2 separate regions of the Bombyx mori genome follow, and region 1 is linked to region 2. Evidence: chromatin contacts called from public Hi-C data. All regions are on one chromosome and are shown on one strand. Each heading gives the region's core, a stretch centred on a gene start, on an enhancer-like site or on the middle of the called end of the contact. The rest is flanking DNA. Distances are from core to core; before and after follow the strand shown. Region 1 holds the start of LOC101743489 (phosphorylase b kinase gamma catalytic chain, skeletal muscle/heart isoform). Region 2 overlaps LOC101740354 (myotubularin-related protein 3).

Evidence for each region. Hi-C and Micro-C count contacts between places; a contact is called where the count stands out from the background.
Region 1: a contact with region 2 is called in a Hi-C map of middle silk gland, with 1.6 times the contacts expected there. The contact joins the promoter of LOC101743489 here to the enhancer-like site in region 2. A contact is called at or near these places in 4 of 7 Hi-C or Micro-C datasets (middle silk gland, midgut and whole pupa).

What each region holds. Positions count from the first base shown.
Region 1 is chr16:12,248,648-12,251,439 of ASM3026992v2, forward strand. LOC101743489 (phosphorylase b kinase gamma catalytic chain, skeletal muscle/heart isoform) reads left to right here and starts at 1,527. Exons shown (of 11, transcript XM_012696885.4): 1 at 1,527-1,961; 2 at 2,233-2,408; 3 at 2,763-2,792. The coding sequence starts at 1,873.
Region 2 is chr16:12,141,774-12,144,473 of ASM3026992v2, forward strand. LOC101740354 (myotubularin-related protein 3) reads right to left here. Exons shown (of 21, transcript XM_062673111.1): 9 at 1,314-1,515; 10 at 460-636. Among protein-coding and RNA genes, the nearest start is that of LOC101743625, 21 kb to the left of the region's middle. Within about 2 kb of position 1,413, at least 4 of the 8 cell types and tissues checked have open chromatin away from gene starts, as enhancers often do.

The DNA.
Region 1 (2,792 bases), core at 277-2,776, 110 kb after region 2:
TTCTTAAAAATGTTTTTCGTGGTTTGAAATAGTTAGAATGAACTAGTCCTTGTCTATATAATTTCGTACATTTCATCCAGCAAAATATCGTATATGGGGCCGGTGATTCTGATTTTTTTTATTAAATCTACCTATATACAGAGACCACAAACACGCTCGACACGTAAATATAGGTAGGCAACAATAAAGGTATATAGTGATAGCTTTATCTCTTCACCTTCATCTCTTCTCCTTCTTTCGTCGATAATCCCTAATTCTGAGGGTCATGGCCTCAAATAATAGCTCTTTGCTGGATTATCCTTCACCTCCGTATGATAAATTATGGTGTATATTAGGTAATTTACTTTCAAGATCTAAATAGTTGTTTGATCTGTTTACTAGTGTGATTTACTTTATACGACCTAGTAATAACTAACTTTGTATATACTTATCTTTTTCTAAAATACGTCTCACAATTTCGCTCAGCTTTTTTTTATTCAATCTATCACCATCAATAATAGCTGCTAGACTATTACAATTATATCTCTTTTTTGACTACTTTATAATGCAGGTGTATTCTTCTTAGTCGAATACTTCATTGCTGATGAAGGTCGTGTCCTTGAAAGCCCTTCGTGGCTCTTTGTACCCTCAGCTTCCATTTGCTTCGGTTTTCGGCTTCTCTCAGGGCGTTTGCAACAGAGAGTTCAGTAAGCGCAGTTATCTGATCCGACCAACGCGACGGTTTGGTGGCCGGCCGGCGGGTTTTTTCTCTTCTACCTTGCTAACCACAATCAATCTTTCAAGGTTGTCTGGTGGCCGCCGAGCAATATGACCAAAGTAACCAAAAACCTTCTGGTAGCAAATCGTCGACAGTCTCGTTTCTATACGAAGTTGTTCGAGGACAGATTTGTTTGTTCTCTTGGCGGTCCACGGTATGCGGAGCATTCTTCGCCAACACCACATCTCGAACGCTTCTACTTTTTTCCGCTCTGTTGTTCGAATCGTCCACGACTCTGCACCATAGAGGAAAATCGAGAAAACCAACGTCCGGACTAGTCTCATCTTGGTAGCATTGGAGACTTTTCTGTCCTGCTAAATACATATAAGCCATTTGAGTCCTTCTCTTGATCTCCCGTTCGCTTCCTCCCTGGGAGATCAGGTGTAAAGTGTGTTAATAGTGTATGTGTGCAATAAAGCGTGCTCTCTCTCACTCTCTCTCTCTAGGTTCACAATATTGTACCAGCAATAATACTAAATGATTTTTAGATTGGTTCCGATTTAAGATGGCTCTGCTTCTGCTTTTACTTCTTACTTGTAAGCATAGTAGGTAAGCATTGCATTAACTTCTCTATTTACTAATCCTTACTCACGATAATATTATTTTTGTATTCACAGACCGATTTGCTATTGCTATTACATGCGTGCGTGCGTGTGTCCACTGATTGCAAAAAATGTTTACCTAGTACAACGAATAAATAATTTATTCGTAGACCTAGTACCTATTTTTAAATTATGGTTTTATAATTCTATCAAATTTTAATATTCTATGGTACCTTTGTCATTCATAGACAATAAAAATCTACTACATATGTCTGACAATGTCTGACCTACCAACTAAAAGTTGTTTTTGATTTTTTTTTATTGTTATAACTCGTTACTGTAGTAAATTTGGACTGGTTCCAATTTCCCAACAAAAATCTTAATATTCATGAAATTAGGCCACTATTTCAATTAAAAATCTGTAGATTCACTATTGTAAGATTTCTACTTCTTTTAGCGTCAGTTGTTCATAACAATAACCTTTCGTCATTGTGAAATTATTAATTACGTCTAATTAGATCGGAAAATCTGTTGAAGTTTTAAGATTTGTGAATAATAGTAGCAGTGAGCGGCATGGCTAAGGAAGAAGATGATGATTTACCAGACAAAGATGCAGCCAAGGAATTTTACGCAAAATATGAACCCAAAGAAATCATAGGCAGGTGTGTATTTTTTTGTAATGATCACTTGATTATAATTTTAACGTCAATTTCGCCATAAAGAACATAGGGTTTTGTGAAACCAATCATAGTCTCTGAAGAATTCTGTGACCTTGGCTTATTCGGAACTTCCGCCAATTGAACAAAATTAGTAACAGGTCATATCAGATACGGTATCGTGCTACAGATGTTCAGATTAAGATCGTTAAACGGAAAAACTACATTTTATTGTTAAATCTAACACATAATCCATTAAAAAAATCTAATATTCTAGAGGCATAAGTTCTACTGTGCGAAGATGCATAGAGAAGGAAACGGGACGAGAATATGCAGCCAAGATCATAGACCTAAGTCAGGAATCACAAGATGGAGTGGACACACACACAATGAGAGATGCCACTCGTCAAGAAATACATATATTGAGGATGGTCTCTGGACACCCATACATTAGTGAGTGAGTTCTTAATGATTTGTCAAATGTATCAGAAACATCAAATTTTAATTTAACTCCAAAACCTTGTTAGCACACACTAGGTGTTCATTTGGGAATAACGACAAAGAGAAGATCTTCCACAGAGTGGGTGATATTGCTAGGTAGACCGACGGTCTGAATGTTTTTGTTCGGTACCTGTATATATGCAAGTTTTATCTTGAAAATGTAGTAAGCGACATTCAGGCATCTGTCAAATATCTTGTGTTCTATGATAGCTACCTGCCACATGAGTAAGAAATAGTCTGATTTATTTTGTTAGCTATAATGTGATGTCAGTAATAAAATATTCTAAAACATTTATACCATTTCAGTTGAACTTCAAGATGTGTTTGAATCAGAGA
Region 2 (2,700 bases), core at 163-2,662:
CAAGGGTCAAGTATGTTTCCTTAGTAGTAATAGTAGGTAGTTTCCTTAACGATAGGCAGTTACTTGGCTCTGCACCTTGCATTGCTGAGGTCCACGGGCGACGGTAACCACTCACCATTAGGTGGACCGTACGCTAGTCTGCCTACAAGGGCACTACAAAAAAAAATTACAAAGAAAAAATGAACCAAAAAAGGTCATTATGAAAATCGTTTCAAAGTGAACGTGGTCACTAATAATGATGTCCCCATGATTAGTGACCAGCACTGCTCTTGCTAAGGGTAATTTTAGCAAATTCTCTTAGGTTAGGCCCACAAGCTCCCCTACCCGTCAGGGTGTAGCTGGTATAACCTCATAGTATACCAGGGGATAAGTAAGACAAACGGTTTAAAACTGAACAAAATAGCCTGCTGAGTGATGTTGAATCGTAACTGTGGAGTCGTTATGAAAGGGCACGCTCACCAGGAAGGCTTCGTTGAACTGGAAGCTGCAGGGGAACTGCCGCTGCAGCTGGTGCACGAGGTCGAGCCACTGCAGGAACACCGGCGAGCGCTCGTTGGGGTCCTCGGGTCCGAACTGGTGGCCGCAGCGCTCAGAGAACTTGTGCCCGAAGTCCAGCCACTCGCGCTCCACCAGAACCTGGCCCACCATGTCAGTGTCGCTAAGTTAAACTCAACCGCCATGATCATAAGAGGGGTCGAACATCACACTTAAGGGGAGGGGGGTCGAAAATTGCAAAATATGCTTAATGTAATTAATAGACGCCCTCAAACTAATAATAAAGAATATTTTAGCTCTATTTAATTTTGGTTTCACTAATTAAAATAAACTTGATTAACTAAAGATAACTTTACTCTTCTACTCACTTATGTAAAGCTCTTTAAGAACGGTTAGCTAGTAAATAACTCAATTGTTGAGTTAAGCTCAAGCAATTTTATAAGTTTTCGCAATTATTGTATTTTATTAACTGTATGTACAATAAAGAATAAAGAAAGAAAGAAAGAACTTTTTAAATAATTTATCAATAGGCCAATTTTAAGCAATTAACTTAAAAAAATGTAAAAACTAGTAAACACTTAATTGAAACCTCAGGGAGATACAGACATTTTGACTTCTTTAGTTTGGTACAGTACTATAAAAAGCGAGATATTATTAAAGATAATTATCATTATTTTGTTCTCGCAACCCTGCCATCAGAAGCAATCTAAGTTAAAGTCAATCCTGCAAACTGGGACCTACACGTTATCGATGGTGACCTCGTGAGCCTAATCACTCTAGTCACGCACAGCCTGTAATGACGTAGAGTTGAGTGTTACCCGGAAGCCGTCGATGGTGCGGTAGAAGGGGTCCAGCATGATCTGCGCGGTGGCGACGATCTGCGGCGTGCGGTCCCAGCCGTCCGAGCAGTGCACCAGCACGGGCCGGCCCGCCGCCACCGCGCGGCACACGCCCGCCGCCGCGCGCCCCAGCCCCGCCAGGTACTGCAGCCACAGCGTGCGCTCCACGCCGCTGTGCCAGCTGCAGACATAAGCAGGTTTTTACCGGGGGTAGGACCTCTTGTGAGTCTGCACGGGTAGGTACCACCACCCTGCCTATTTCTGCCGTGAAGCAGTAACGCGTTTCGGTTTGAAGGGTGGGGCAGCCGTTGTAACTATACTTGAGACCTTAGAACTTATATCTCAAGGTAGGTGACGCATTTACAAAAATTTGTAAATGTCTATGGGCTCTAGTAACCACGTGGGCTGAGCTCAACGGCTCAAACGGAGAGAATTGCTAACACTAGCCCTAGCAAGAGCTGTGCTTCGCAGAATCTACCACAGGATCGGAATTGCAACCCACTCAGAAGAGCCGTCGAGAAACTCAGTGGGTTGTGTCTATGGGCTAATACACATGTCGAACTCTTCGTCGACAACGGTGACCGATGCTTGAAGAGCTTAAAAGCCCCGAGAGTAGATCCGGGGGATCCGACAAGACATGTTTCGGGTCACGGCAGCTTTACTTCGCCAGGTCCCCTGGGTCGGATATGTAGTTAGCGGTGGTCACGATAAGAGGGTTAAATTCCTTTATTTTGTGACGGGTACCATCATACAACGCAAGATAATTGACAGATGCCTGAATCTCGCTTACGACATTTTCAAGATAAAGCGCATATATTATTATACAAGTTCCGAACAAAAACATTCGGACCGTCGGTCTACCGAGCAATATCACCCGCTCGGTGGAAGATTCCTTTCGTCGTATTTTCCTTCCGTCGTTAAGCATCCCCAAAATTTATTTTTGCATAAGCCACAATGTAATGAAATCAGTTGAGGTCAACGCTTCCGCGACCTCGCGAGACGCGAGTAACGTTGTTGTCGCTTTAGATTGGTGGTTCGTGAAATTTGACCTTACTCTTATGAACTCAACAAATTAACTCTATGATTTTATTATTATTGCAAAAGTTTGATAATAGTTCCTCTGCACTTTGTGTACAATGTACAAACAACAACGTCACGTCACCCAGTGTCAATCCTTAGCCGCTAGATGTCATGAATACACAAAATTTAAAACCCAATTTTATTACGAATTAAATTTTGTATTCGTTTCCTGAAAAACTGTTCTCAAGTGAACCTTGTTTTCTCTCCCACCGGTACACCCACGTGATATCCGCGTTTGAATGTAAAGTACTGTCCTGAAACGAAGACGGGTTTTAACATTTCGCTA